Regions from separate parts of the Mus musculus genome. Here all the other regions are linked to region 1. Evidence: chromatin contacts called from public promoter capture Hi-C data. All regions are on one chromosome and are shown on one strand. The core of a region is the stretch at or near the end of the contact, and the rest is flanking DNA. Distances in the headings are between cores, read along the strand shown.

Evidence for each region. Promoter capture Hi-C pulls out the DNA fragments that hold promoters and counts their contacts.
Region 2: a promoter capture Hi-C map of pre-B cells shows a contact between it and region 1. The contact joins the promoter of Rragc here to the promoter of Pramel12 in region 1. A contact is called at or near these places in 3 of 39 promoter capture datasets (frontonasal cranial neural crest, liver and pre-B cells).
Region 3: a promoter capture Hi-C map of pre-B cells shows a contact between it and region 1. The contact joins the promoter of Cep104 here to the promoter of Pramel12 in region 1. A contact is called at or near these places in 4 of 39 promoter capture datasets (the C10 cell line, liver, neutrophils and 1 more).

The regions. Positions count from the first base shown.
Region 1 is chr4:143,409,818-143,414,842 of GRCm38.p6, forward strand. It overlaps Pramel12 (PRAME like 12), which reads left to right and starts at 2,609. Exons shown (of 5, transcript NM_172877.3): 1 at 2,609-3,274.
Region 2 is chr4:123,915,258-123,920,282 of GRCm38.p6, forward strand. Rragc (Ras-related GTP binding C) reads left to right here and starts at 2,176. Exons shown (of 7, transcript NM_017475.2): 1 at 2,176-2,510; 2 at 4,592-4,795. The coding sequence starts at 2,277. It also overlaps D130007C19Rik.
Region 3 is chr4:153,972,675-153,977,699 of GRCm38.p6, forward strand. It overlaps Cep104 (centrosomal protein 104), which reads left to right and starts at 2,887. Exons shown (of 22, transcript NM_177673.2): 1 at 2,887-2,923. It overlaps Dffb (DNA fragmentation factor, beta subunit), which reads right to left and starts at 2,407. Exons shown (of 7, transcript NM_007859.4): 1 at 2,193-2,407; 2 at 1,895-2,021; 3 at 106-294. The coding sequence starts at 2,315.

The sequences.
Region 1 (5,025 bases), core at 1,359-3,858:
CTATGGACTGAATTAAAGCTAAGTGTGTACTACACTAGCCCCTTGGCTGCAGCTCTGTCCCCAGCCCTTTTGTACCTTTTTGGTGTTGCAAGATTTTTCTCAGTTGCCTAGGCTGCTGTGGACTTGGTCTTTGCCTCAATTTGCAATGTTCCTGCCTCAACTCCTGCTTGCTCCAGCCCAAAGATTTATTTTTATTCTATGTAAGTACAGTGTAGCTGTCTTCAGACACACCAGAAGAGGGCATCGGATCCCATTACAGACGGTTGTGAGCCACCATGTGGTTGCTGGAATTTGAACTCAGGACTTTCAGAAGAGCAGTCATTGCTCTTAACCACTGAGCCATCTCTCCAGTCCCCTGCCTCAACTCTTAAACGGCAAGGACAACAGAAGCAAGACAAGCAGCTTGAGTATGAGAAAGGCCTGGTCTATATAGAAAATTCTAGGCCCATGAAGGTTACAGGGTGTGACCTGTGTCTCATCTAAAAAGAAATCTGGGTGTGGTGGTACATGACATAAGTTCCAGCACCTAGTGGGGATAGGCAGGCAGGCAGATCTCTGTGAGTATTCTTTTCTTTTTTTCTTTAAGATTTATTTATATATGCAAGTACACTGTAGCTGTCTTCAGACACATCAGAAGAGGGCATCAGATCCCATTATAGATGGTTGTGAGCCACCATGTGATCGCTGGAATTTGAACTCAGGACCTTCAGAAGAGCAGTCAGTGCTCTTAACCACTGAGCCATCTCTCCAGCTCCTCTGTGAGTTTTCAAAGTCAGTACACAGTGAGCTCCAGAACAGGCAGGATTATGTAAAGAGACTCTATATTAAAACAAAGCAAAACAAACAAACAAACAAAACCAAAACTTTCAGGTGCTACCAACCACACTGCCAGAGAGGTACTGCCTTTCTCTACTGTGTGCTTGCTCTCTGATATCCCAGGCTGCCACAGCTCCTAACTCCAGAGCTTCTAGGTTATTATCACCTAAGCCCTCAGGTCTGATGGCAAGATACCCTGTGGCACTGAGGTCCTGCTTCCAGTGTTAGCTGTTTACTAGAAACTGAGTTTTAGTATGTTGTCCAGGCTAGACCCAAAACTTGTAGCAAGCTTTCTTCAGCCTCCTGAGTGCTGAGATATAAGCTTGAGCTATCACTCTGGCTTTACCTTCCTTTTCATTTTTTAAAAAAAAGTATGTGTATTTTCTGTATGTCTGTGGGTGTATGTGGAGGTCAGAGGGCAAGCCCAAGAGTCAGTTTTCTTCTTCCAGCACTTAAGTGTGTGACTGAACCCAATAGTCTAGTGCTGTGGCAGGTCTCCTTACCTATGAGCCATTTCACCCACCCCACAGCCCCCACTCTCTATTGCATGTTCTCTAGCCAGTGTGCTGGCTGACACTTTCTGAAGCATCTTCTACCTTCTGGAAAACCTAATGTGGAAAACCTTTGTTCTCAAAGGCAAGTTTCTTCATCGTTTGAGAGTAAGGGTCTATATAGCCTGGGCCGGCAATGAAGCTTGGGGAAAAATGACTTTGAACTGATCCTCCTAACTCTTAACTTTTTAGTTCTGAGATTACAAGTATGCCCCACAGTGTCTGTCTGGTGCATGCAGTGCTTGCTGGACAGTGCACCTTTGAGAATACTGGGCAGCAACTGTTCTATAAACTGAGCTTTCTTCCCAGGCCACTTACTGCAGTATTAATGGGAACATCTTCCTGCCTTCTGAGAAGATGCCACAGCAGATGACTGGTAGAGAGCATCCAGCTCAGGCCCTGATCCAGAACATATTCGTAACTTTGCCAATAATAATATCAGCTTTAAGAAATGTCTATTCGTCAGGCACAGATTAAAACTCCTATCCCCAGTGACTCATACTTAGAACTAAGTGGGCCACAAATGAATACAATTCCGCCAGGTATGTTGGCTCACAACTTCCTCTTGGCTCAACCCCAGAGGAAGGTGGAGACTGGAGACTGGCTAAGAGTTGGAGTTCCAAATCAACCTTAGGTACTGAGCAAGATTCCACCTCTGAAACTCTAAGTCTCAAATAAATGGCTGAGGTGCCTATTTAACATATCAATGTGGACCAGGCTGCCACGTTCTCCCAGTACCCCTTGTTACAGGGTATGGCTGGCACACTCCACCTTCTACCCCAAATTCTCCAGCTTGTGTTGCCCTTCTCTATATAACCCAGCCATTTTAGTTACCTGCCCCCTTTTTACCTTTTGGCCACAGCACCCGGGTCTTATGGCTCAGGGGTTATGTCCACTCTGAACTCCCCCAGCTGTCTGCCTATGCTTCCCTTTTCCCCTACAATAAACCTCCTCCTCCACCATACTTAGAAGCAGCCATGTCCTTAGTTTATTATTTTTTCATTCATGAAAGAAATGCAGAACCAAGTGAATTAACAAGAAAATAAATAAGTAAAGCAAATACAGAAAACAAATTGAATGAAGTGAATTAACGCATCGGCTTTTGACTTTCACGGAATCTCAGTTTTTTTTTTTAAATTATTATTTTTTGAGTCAGAGTTTCACTATGTAGTCCTGGCTGTATTGGAGCTCTACGTAGAGCAGGCTGCTCCGGACGTCACAGGGATCCGCCTGAATCGCTCACAGGAGTTCTGGGATTAAGGGCGTGAACCGCTTCCGCGGCTTTCAGGATTTTTTTCCCTCATCTCCGTGAATTTGGCTTTACCTCCCCAGAGATCCGCCTGCATCTGCCTCTCCGCGGATGTGCGCGGTTTTCCCGGCTGTTTTTTTCTTTCTTTCTTTTTTTTTTTTCCTTTTCCACGGAGACTATGTTGTCAATCAATACAGAAACAGAAAACGCCCAGACGTGGCGGAAACTCAGTCATCCAATCAGAGGACGGCTTGTGGTTGACAGGCGGGACTACAAACCGGAAATGTGAGACAGAATACGCGGACCGAGCCGGGGGAGGGGCGACCAAAAAGAAAACAAAAAACAAAAAACAAACCGCCGAAAAACAAAAAAATAAAAACCGCTTCAGGCCGGAAGTATAAAACGGAACCCGGAAGTGTGGGACCGGATACGGCTAAAACACTTCAGGCCGGAAGTGCGAGACAGATACGGATGAAAACGCTGCAGGCCGGAAGTGCGAGACGGATGAAAACGCCTCAGGCCGGAAGTTTGAAGTGAAGATGGCTATAAAAGCTTTAGAGAAGCTCGGGAAGACACTCACCAGCACTTGGAGTCCGAGCTTGGACTGACTGCCTGGGCCTGCTGGGATTCTGAGTTCTGCCATCAGTTCTTGTTTCTGGTAAGTCAGTCACCTCCAGAAGGGCACAGTTTTGATTGAGGGCCACTTGACCCAAGATGCCAAAGGAACTCTGATTTCTTCTCTTCCCAGGAACAGATCGCAGGCATTGAGTTTACTAATAGTGATGGTTGCCATCATCTTCGACCTTAATTTGCTGGTTTCATTTATTATTTTATTTTATTTGAGGCATGACCTTACTTTGCTGCCCAGGCCCACCTAGAACGCAGATCAGCCAAGAGTGCTTTTAAATTACCTGGCAGTTCTGCATCTGCCTCCCCAAGCTGGAACTACAAGCTGAAAGTTAATGGAATATCTAGAATTATACCTTGGTTTGTGTCAAGTTAAATTTTTTCTTTGTTTTTTGTTTTTGTTTTTGTTTTTTTAGATGGGGCCTTAGTCTAGCTCAGGTTGGCTTCAGACTGCCTCACCCCTCTGAATGTTGAATTAATGATTCAATATTTAAGGCTTATTTTAATTTTTCTTTTTAGAGACAGAGTCACATGCAGAATATGGTAGAATTCACATGTAGTCTCATCATATCTGACTTCACATTTTAAAATTTTCATTTCATTTTATTTTGAAGACATAGTCTTATCTGATCCTTTTAATTCCATCTTCTTAGAGTTTGGATTTTATTCATTTACATTCTTACTTTTTTTTTTTTTTTTTTTTTTTAGGCAGAGTTTCTCTGTAGCCCTGGGTGACCTGGAATGCACAGAGATCCATTTGCATCTGCTTCTTGAGTATTTGGTTTTAAGGCTTTGGTTTTAAGGCATGCACTACCATGTCTAGCTAGTGTTGCCCACTGACTTTAAAATTTCTTAAAGACAGAGTCTCGTTAAGCTTGGGCTGGTCTCAGTTGAACCCCTGACCTTCTAACTCTACATTTGATTGATTAGCTTGAAATTCCTTAAATTTTACAAAAGTTAATGTTTTGAAATTTGAGATCTAAATTGAGATTTGTTTTCTTTCTTTCACTTTTTGTTTTTGTTTTTTTTTTTTAAATTTTTCAGAGACAGGGTTTCTTTTGTACCCCCTGCTGTCCTGGAACTAGCATTGAAGACCAGGCTGGCCTCAAACTCACAGAGACCTGCCTGCCTCTGCTGCTTCCTTGGCGTTGGGATTGAAGAGGTTTTATGGCACAGGACTACAAGTCCCATCTCGTCTGAGGACTGAAGCTATAGGAATGTAGTTGGTTTAGCCTGGATAATTTAACTTGACCTTGATCCAAATTAAAATAAAAAGAAGCCAGGTGGGCTGCTTACTTCTTTCTGGCATTCCAGCCCTAGAAACACAATGAAGCGTGATCTCCAGTTCTGGGCTAGACTGGGGTGACCTTGTTTACATAAAATGAAACAAATGAGTTAGGAATGCAGCCTACTGGCAGAGTGCTTGTCTAGTTTGGGCCAGGCCCTGGGATCAAACCCAAACAACCTCACCTCAAAATTATTTTGAATCTGTTTTTTTTAAAAATTTTATTTGTGTATGGGTGTTTTGCCTGTATATGTGTATGCACCATGTCTATGTCTGCTGTCCTGGGTGGCCAGAAGAGGGCAGATCTGGTATTGAAGTTTCAGATGGCCCACCCACCATGTGGGTGCTGGGAACCAAACTCAGGGCCTCTGGAAGAGCAGCCAGTACTCTTAACTGCTCACTCACATTTCTAGTTCCTTGTTTGTTTGTTTTGAGACTCACAACTTGGACTGATCAGAATCTCTGTACTGACTAAGACTAAACTCACCCGGATCTCT
Region 2 (5,025 bases), core at 926-3,425, about 19 Mb before region 1:
AGCTGTATCCACAACCCCTTGAATAAGAAACTTTATAAAAATTATTTATTTTTATTTTATGTGTATGAGTGTTTTGCCTGCATGTATTTATGAGTTCCACCTGTGTGCCTGGCATCCTTAGAGGGCACTGCATCCCCTGACACTTGACAGTTGTGAGCCATCATATGGGTGCTGGGACTGGATGTGGATCATCTGCAAGAGCACCAAGTGCTTTTAACCACTGAGCAGGAATAAAAATTTAAAAAGAACAGAGCTTTTGAAGATGGCTCAGTGGGGAAGCACTTTTTAAATAAATGTGAGGTCTTGAGTTTGAATCCCCCAAACTCACATAAAGTTGAGCATATTTATGTCAGTAATCTCAGTGCTCCCATTGTGAGATAGATAAAGAAGAAACTGTTCCCAAAAAATCAGGGTGAAAGTTTTTAGATATCTGTGGTTGTCCTATGATCTCTACTCATATATTCCACCCAAAAACTGTTAAACCTTTTATCAAAGCTACCGTTAAATTTGATTTCCCCTGGCACAGCAGTTGGTTCTCTGAATCCATAGATTAGGCCAACTGGATTGGAAATATTTTGGGGGAATTGTACTGAACATATGTAGACTTTATTTTTACACTTATGCAATATAGTGCAACAACTATTTATACACACATCCCATTCTTTAAAAAAGGGGTTTCTAGCTAAGGCTGTCAAGGATGTGTAGAGTGGGCTGACTTAGAACTTTTTGGGGGGAATTCTACACCTGCCTCAGATGTACTGAGATTTACGGATGTGGGCCATCATATCATGCCTGGCAAAGACACAATTTCATTTTTCATTGTACTGGTTATTATAATTAATGCAGAGATAATATAAAGTACATGGAGTGTGCATAGGTTCACATGTAAATAGCCTATACTAGGAATCTGACCGTCTTCCAGTCGGTTAATCGGATTAAGGGTGTCCTGAAAGCATTCTCCCATTGATACTGAGAGACACACGCATATTTAAGTGCATTCTGCCTGTCTATTAGGTACTGTGGAGTTGATATTTTTTAGGTGAGGTTGTGACGGCCTACTAGAGCTTACTTTTCTCTCTACAGTCAGATCAGTCTGTCTGAGTAGGAGATGAGACTATGTGGTAGAATTTTCCCTAGCATGCGCAAAAGACCCCGAATTTCATCCTTAGCCCTGCAAACAACAGTCACTTTGTAAAACCAGAAGCCCTATCCCTACCCCAACTCCTTTTGAGTGTACACGGCTGTATTTTAAGGGTTGTCAAATTTCCACTTCTGGGAGTCCGAGACATTTACAACTTTCTGAAACATACTTTGGCAGTAATCATTTGCCTTCATTAGCCCTAATTCCTCTAGTCTCTAATCACAAAGAAGTCAAGTACTCAGTTGCTGGATGGGTTACTGGAGGGGCACTAGGTGGGCGTGAAGATGGAGTCGGTAGAATATAAGGGCAGCAGTATCCTATCAGCGATCTGCTTACGGAATTAGAAGATGTTTTAGCATGCTCGTATCTGTTTTCCTTATCGGGTTCCAGGTACCAGCATAGGCAAGTTATCACTGAGATTCCTAATTGCCTTTCGCACGTGCCGAATCTATAGGTCTGGACTGGCTCACACACGACCTCCGGTGGACTCACCCAATTCCAGAGCAATTCATCTATCCTCATGGCCTTTTCCCATAAAATCTGTACTGAGTCAACTTACACAGAAGTCCAATCTCTGTTCAGCTTCAAGCAACTTGAGGGCATGGAGGGGCAATTCAGTTTCCAGTGCCTTCCTGGTACCCAGGACCTGACAAGCATCACTAAATACTGGCAGGGCAGCTGCAACAAGGGAGGGGGGCACAAAGAATTCTTACCCAGACGCCTAGAAGCTTCCCTGCGTTGCTCTCGGAGCCCGGAAGAAGGCGGGGAGCGGGGAGCAGCCCAGCGCGCGCATGGAAGGCCGAGGTGCGTTGCGGGCTGTGCCCCCAGGGCGAAGGCCCGGAGGCCGACGAGAGGCGCGGCCAGGCCGAACTCCTCGTGACGCCTCCCCCCCTTCTGCCGCTGCTAGTCAGGTGATTCCGGGCACGTGATAGTACCACTTACCCTGTTGTCCCAGAGTGGCAGCCCGCCCAGCCAATAATAAACCGAAGCTTGGCGGCGGCCCAATCGGAGCTGGGCTTATGGGCGGGCCCTGCGGCGGCTACTGCCGGGGGCGGCGGCAACAGCGGCGGCCTGGGGAGGCGGCGGCCTAACCTGGCCTGGCCTGTCAGGGCGCGGGCGGTGGTGGTCCAGCACCATGTCCCTGCAGTACGGGGCGGAGGAGACGCCCCTGGCCGGCAGTTACGGCGCAGCCGACTCGTTCCCCAAGGACTTCGGCTACGGCGTGGAGGAGGAGGAAGAGGAGGCAGCGGCGGGTGGCGGCGGAGGCGCGGGGGCCGGCGGCGGCTGCGGCCCGGGCGGCGCTGACAGCTCCAAGCCGAGGATCCTGCTTATGGGGCTCCGGCGCAGCGGCAAATCCTCCATCCAGAAGGTGAGCGCCCCGCAGCCGCCGCCTGCCCTTGGTTTTGCCCGGCCCACGGCGCTCAGGTGGCGGGTGCCCAGGAGGCCTGAGAGGGTGGAGGCCTGGCGCTGCGTCCCCGGGCACTGTCCACACCTGCGAGCGCAGAGCCTGGGCGCGGTTCGCCCAGGGTCCCCGACCTGGGCCTCCGAGGGTCGAGGGGGGCCAGGAGGCGACGCTGGCTGGAGGGAGGAGGCAGGTGCCGGTCACCGCCCTAGAACTCCTCCCTTCTGGTCGCTGCCCTTGTGGCGTTGACGAAACCGACCCGTCGTCCCCGGTTCTCACGCGGAGAACTTGGTGAGCGTGCTGTCCCGCCGCATCTCACTTAGGTGACAGGAGTTTTCAGGGATCTCCTCCCAGCCTCTGGACCGTAGCGGCGCCTGAAAGTGTTGTGGCGAAGACACTGGGCATCTCAGTGTTTGTTGTCAGTCTGTTGGAGACTTCTGTAAAAACATTTTTTGGGGGGGGGGGCGGGGGGGGGGACTCTATCGCTACACCTACTTTATTTAGAACTTGTAGCCCTGTGGTTGCAGTTACAGGTGACAGTCCCCAGTAGCTGGTCACAGCGATCTTTGGAGACGGTTTTGCAGGCGGACAGACATCAGTGCATTTGTTTTCACTTGGGTCCGTCGTGAACGAATAGAATGAATGCCTAAGGCTTTGTATTTTTAGGGAAATAGAGGCAGGGTTGATTTCTTTCAATCAGCCATTCCCATTACAAACAGAGCGAACTTCTGGTAAAACTACGGTCACAGACAACCATGCTTTCCCCATTTCCACTCTGACACAAAGGTCTGTCCAAACAGAAATCTCTGGTATTTTGTAGGGGTGGTGTTTTTAAAAAGCAACATCGCTGCCTACCCCCACATCTTCCGCCCCTGCACTTGCTGGACAACTGTTTTATTTTCTCACGTCTGTGTCAAAGTTAGACCTTTGGGGGGAGTGCTTATGCTAAGTAACTACCACTTGAAACCTATGAGAACTTTTTCTCTCTTCCAAGTTAACACTGAGAGACAAATTTGCTGTATGTTAGGGTTGTATCAGGCAAGCCTTAAAGCTACATCTCCAGCCCTGCTGTGGTTTTTTTGTTTTCTTCCTGTATAGCAGGCTGGCCAAGAACTGACTATGTAGCCAAGGGTGACTTTAAGCTCATCCTGAGCTTTCAGGTACGAGCTATCAGGTTGGCTTGGCTTGGTGCAGGTGCTGGAAGCCAGGGTATTATGCATGATAGGCAGGCTCTGGGACCACACTGAGCTACACCTTTGGCTCCCTGCTGTGATGATTGGCAGCTTATTGTTTTTACCATTTCCTGCCTTATGGAGCTGCCTCTTCCCTCCTCCCCCAGGTCTCCCTACTTCTCACTCTGGACAGTTTTACCTACTCAGGATCCCCTCCATTGTCTTTATTGTTCCTAAGAGCCTGAGGTAGGCGTGTGTGTTATTTTTGAATGAACACAAAGTCTCAAACATTACCTAGAATAGTTCATGATCTTAAAGCGGGTCTTGACAAGTTTAAATCTCTGATCACAGTTGTAATATTGGTACCACAGGATTTCTATGTAACTTTGGCAGTTAAATAGTCACAACGTTGTCTCTGTTTCTCTTAATAAAACCCAATAGGACCTGGCAAGGTGGTACTGTAATTTCAGTACTGGAGGAGGCAGAGGCAAGAGAATTGGATTTTGAGGTTAATCTGGGCTATATAGCTGAGGCTCTTTCTCAAAACAGCCCTCCTCTGCTCCCCTCCAAAAAGTTACAAACCCTGAGAATAGAAAAAGCAAATACACGGAAACCGTATGGGTCAGAGATGGTGGCACGAGAACACAGTTAAAGTAGTAAGAGAAAAACTCATCTTCAAAGTGGACTGAGTGGAAATTAACTTGGTGCCTTTTGTCAGAAATAGAAGAATAAATAGCACCAGTGATTGACTGTCCTATTATTACCTTATTTATTTATTTTGCATCAAGGTCACAGTTGTAAGGTTGGTGCCATGGGATTTCTAATATGACTTGTATAGTTAAATAGTTACAAAGTTGTCTCTGTTTCTCCTCACAGGTGGTGTTTCATAAGATGTCACCCAATGAGACTCTCTTTTTGGAAAGTACCAACAAGATTTATAAAGATGACATTTCCAACAGCTCCTTTGTGAACTTCCAGATTTGGGATTTTCCTGGGCAGATGGACTTCTTTGATCCAACCTTTGACTACGAAATGATCTTCAGGGGCACAGGAGCATTGATATATGTCATTGATGCACAGGTAGTTAGGCATGATGGTGTGTGCACCTCTCTGGTGGCAAAAAGGCAGAGAAAAGGAGGAAAGCTGTTTGTCTCCTTTGTCATGTGCTTGAAGCTACTCTCTTTCCAGTAGATCCCCTTATACTGCCTGCACCTGACTCCAGACTCTCAGGTGTTTAGGAGCTGCCATTTACATAATGAACCGTTACCATTGGCTTTCTACTTTTATTGGTTAATAGTAGATACTGCTGT
Region 3 (5,025 bases), core at 1,637-4,136, about 11 Mb after region 1:
GGATCTGAAATAGACAGAGATCTCCCTGAGCCTCTCTGCTCCAAAGAGGCTCTTCTCTGTTTGCTCCAGACACCCTGGCCACCATGGTCATCCCAGGCCACATACCTTCAAACCAGGATGGGTCCTGCTCCCGGGTCTCTGCAGTAATATTCTGGCTCACGTGATGCAGAAGATCGGCCAGCAGCTTTTGCCTCAGTGGGGCCTGCTCATCTGACAGCAGTTGCCGTGCAGCCTGGATGACGCCGGCATGTGGCTCATTAAACACACTGAGGAAACGTGTGATGTCACTCACATCTGTCACCACCAGGAGACAAACAGAAACACATTCATGCTGTTCTGGCTCCAAGAATTCAACCCAAAGACTGCCAGACATCAGGACTCTGGGGTCACCAACCCTTTCCCTGACCTGACACCCCCCACTGCAGTGATACTACAATTCCTCTGGCCACCTTCTGTCAGGCGAGGGTTGTAGTATCCTAGAAAAGCAGCACACTTGGTCTTTTGTCCTTCTCTCCTCCATACCAAGTCACCTCCTTTGGCCATCTCCTTAGGACCCCATTTTCAGACCTCCCAAGCCCTCTCCTTGGAGTCTTTGCACAAGTGCCTATGGTGAGCTTTCCCATCAAACTAAACACCAAGTGCATTCTACAGAGGGTCTTAACCAAACAGGAGCAAACAGAATTCAGTAACACTTAAAAAGCACAGGCCACAGCCAAATGAGGTTGCAAGTCTGGTTTGTACTCAGAACTCAGTGAGATCCACTGTGTTATTAACAAGCTGAAGAAGTAAGTTCTTGTGATACCAAAGGATGCAGAAATTGCAGGAAGAAACCTCAGACAGCCAGAACTTGACAAGAGGTTCCTGGAGCAAATGCACCATGAAGTGATCATCTGGATCTATCAAGGTCAGAACTCTGGAAGCTGGTTTTGGGGGCACGAGCTTGGAATGTGAGCAGTTGGGAAGTAGAGGCAGGAGAATCACAAGTTTTAGACCAGCCTCGGCCACATGTAGCCTTGTCCTCCCCATTTCCCTTGCAAATCTGAACCTTTTGCTCTAGTACAGAGCATGGAAAGAGCAAGGCCGGTTAGCTATGTGGTTGGAGCTCAGTTTCAATAAAGACAGTGAAAAGCTACACAGCGGGAGATATTTGAAAACCACACTATCTTACATCGAAGTCATAACCAAGATATTCTGGAGGGGGGGGGGGCTAAATATTTAAACAGCTTTATAAATCCGACTAAGAAACACAAAAAACGCGAAGAATCGCTTCTCTGAAGAGTGCCTTCAAGTGGTAAATAGGAAGATAATACCCAATCCCATTAGCCACCAGGGAAATTCGGATTAAGACTACAATGATCTGTCATCACACCTACCTAGAATAGCCTGAATGAAAACCATGATACCTGAGAGCATTTCAGCACACTGGTCGAAGTACAGCCCGGAGCAACAGTGAATGGAACCAAGACCTGCCCTGCCCTGCCCTGCCCTGCCCTGCCCTGCCCTGCCCTGCCCTGCCCTGCCCTGCCCAGCCCAGCCCAGCCCAACCCAGCACAGCACAGCACAGCACAGCACACCACAGCACAGCACAGCACAGCACACCACAGCACAGCACAGCACACCACAGCACAGCACAGCACAGCACAGCACAGCACAGCACAGCACACCACAGCACAGCACAGCACACCACAGCACAGCACAGCACAGCACAGCAGCACCGACCCCAGTCTCAATCCTTCCCTTGCCCTTGGCAGTTTCAAAATTAAAATCAAAGTTCTTCAGCAAAAGCTTTTGGCATTCAGAGCCTTTAACCAGATCTTCTGGGTTCCTGCCCGGGCCCCTCGACGAGGCTTTAAACCGTGTAGGTCCCTCCCATCTCCAAAGTGTTCCTACTCACAGCCATGCCAGGTCTCGCCAGCGGTGAGCAATAGGAGCTCAGCGTCGTTGGGAAGGCCCGGGAAGCAGTCGTCCGTCACCTCCGTGCCATCTTCGTACAGGCACAGCCGGGAACCGGGCATCGGGAGCTGGAGGACAAGAAGATCAGCTTGTCCCACAACAGTCTTGGCTTCCAGACAGCCAGCTCTGCGTACTGTAGAAGCCTAGCGCCTGTCCAAGCCCACCCAAGAGGATGGAAATCGTAGGGGTGGAAGCCAAGGTGCCCGCCGCGCAGTGCTTGCCCGGAATGCAAGACCCACCTGGAAGCGGACGCAGCCCTTACGCAGCAGCTCCTGGCAGCTCCGGGCCGCCACGCCGAACTTGCAGGCGCTATGTAGGGCTCGCAACTTGACGCATTTGGGTTGGCGGAGCACCGCGCACATTGCAGGGCTGCGGTACCGTAGCGACACTGGACTTGTAACGTTCCTGCCCGGAACTGTGGTGCGTAGACGCGGCCCGGAACTCTTTTCTCTACGTAGGTAGGTGCAACCGGAAACGTCCGACTGCAGGACCTGTCCCCAGCCAGAATCCTCGAGGCCTGGATGCGCACGCAGGCGCCGGCGGGCGGACGCGCAGGCGTACCGCGCGGGCCGGCCTGGTTGCTATGGGAGCGCAGCTGCGGCCCGGGCCCTGGGCAGAGGCAGCCCGGGCTGCTCCTCTGCTGCCCTCCTCAGAGGCCCGGGGTGGGGGCGGCTGGACCGAGACCCCTCCGAAGATAGCGGAGGCCGACATCGCAGCGGCCCCGCCTGGTCGTTTCCGCGGCGCTCTGTGACCCTGCGTGGCCTCGGTCTTCGGCAGGCACCCGGGGCGGAGGCTCCCTGACACCTGGCCTTGGAGGGACTGCGCGGCCAGTGCCTGTTCCAGGCCTCCCTGCAGCGCATCTCAGCCTTCGTGTCCGGAATCGGATTCGAGCCCCGCCTTGTCCTCGTCTGCATGCGTTACTGAACAGGAGCAGTTGCCACGAGACTAAAGACTGTAGCTCTGGCTCCGGGTAGGCTACACTTCGATCCGTGTCGTTTGGGGGTTTTGTTTGTTCGCTGGGTTTGGTTTGTTGTGCTTTTTAAGCGTTAAGATTCTCTAAAGCACTCTCAGTCCTTAAAATTACTTGGCCCCAGATCATTACTTAATATTGTAACATTTACGTTTTCTTGAAAAGAAAACTGGAAACACTTTTCATATCCTTGTAACAAAATGTTTGGAAGTTGCTACATTGAGTTCGGGTTTCTGGTTGGAAAGATGACAGGGTAAGTTCATAACCAAAAATAGAAGAGTTGGGGCTTAGTTTATAAGCAATGCTAGGGTAAATGTCAATTGACACTGCTGGCTGTGGCTGCCCTAGTGGCAGCTGGAACACCAGCCGCCTGTGGTAACCAGCTAGTAACACAGCATTGCACAGATCCAGATCTGTGGTGGGCTTTGTGAGGCGGGAAGGAACAGGAGGTGGAAGGGCTCCAGTGAGTGCATCGGCTGAAAATGTACATTTTGTAGATGTCCTTATTGAGGCCCCAGTGTTTTGGCCACGCTGCCCCCACAGCCCTCCTGCAGGGATCTTCAGTACCCGTACTTTGTTTTAGTTTTATTGGGCATACACTTGTATCTGCTGTTAACATTCTGTTCTATGCACCACAGAGACGAGGTAGACAGACCTGATTTTTGTTTGTTTGTTTGTTTGCTTGCTTGTTTTTTGGTTTTTGTTTTTTTTTTTTTTTTTTTGAGACTGTCTCACTGTGTAGCCCTAGAACTACTACATATAGACCATACTGACCTCAAACTCCGAGATCCTCCAAGTTCTGGGATCAAAGGCATGCACTACCACACCTGACACGGGCTCTTGAAGACACAGGGTCTGGTCAAGGCACTGGAGAAGTTCGTTAGATTTGACTATTCTCTAGAATTCAAGTCATAACCGGGCATAGTGTCACATACCTTTAATCCTAGTACTTGGGATGCAGAGGCAGGAGAATCTCTGTGAGTTTGAGGCCAGTCTAGACTACATAACAAGTTCTAGGCCAGTCAGGCCTAAATAAGAGACTCTGTCCCAAAAATAAAAACAAACAAAAAAAAAATCCAAGACAAGAATGGAGACTGGGGAAACAAGGTGTCCGGTCATAATTAGCACTTCTACTCCTACAATGGGGCTGCCTAGGGTTTTAAAATTAAGACCTGGAGAGGGGTGATCAAAGTTGGATTTAAAGAATGTTTGTCTTGACAGGAGCATAGGTTGAACGGGCAGTTGTACCCATCTGGAATAGAGATAAGGAAGAAGGGTGGAATCCAGTAATCCTTCATACCGTGCTGCCCTCTTGTGCTAAAGGGGAGGATGGTGGTTGAGGGAGATCAGCTCGGGGTTCAGAACCTGTGTGAACTAGGAGTGTAGCCTCACAGATTAAAGGAGAAGCATGCCAAGTCACCCAGCTATGCTTATCACTGCTCTCCGCTATTTTCTGGGTCAGTCTCCTCTACTCTGCTGCCGTTACAGCCACAGGGAACTCATGTAGCATCTTTAACAGTGACTTGCCATTCTAACTCTTAATAATTTAATACATACATACCCCAAAACACCAGCAAATGCCAGACAGGCATTGATTCTTGGGATGGTCCTTTTCAAATCCAGTGGAAGAGAAAGATCTAGATTACACATCAAGTGTGTTCACATGAGCCGGATTTCCTGTGGGATAGTTTGGATGTCAGAGTCTATAGAGTATTTCAATGTTGTATCTTATTCCAAGAAACTTCCAATGGACTTCTTTGTTCCGTGTTAGGAGCAGTGGTTTTTCTTCTGATGGTTTACTTCAGCATCTTGCTTAGCAAGTGTTTGATTGGCTTGGTAACTAAGAAGTAACCAAGGGGCCATAAGCACTTTGGGCTCTCAGTATGATCACATCTGAGGACCTGTGTGTTGCTGCTCTCTGTCAGTGCTGCCGCCCAAAGTTAGCTCCACTTGGGCAGGCCCTCCACTGCTGTTGGCCTCGGCAGCTCTGGATTCCAGTGCTAGGAGCCTCTGTGGGGAGAAATCTCCTTTGCTGTGGTCTCTAGATAGTCCTGAGGTTGAGTTTCTTCTGGGCAACACATACGTATGTTCCCATTCATAAA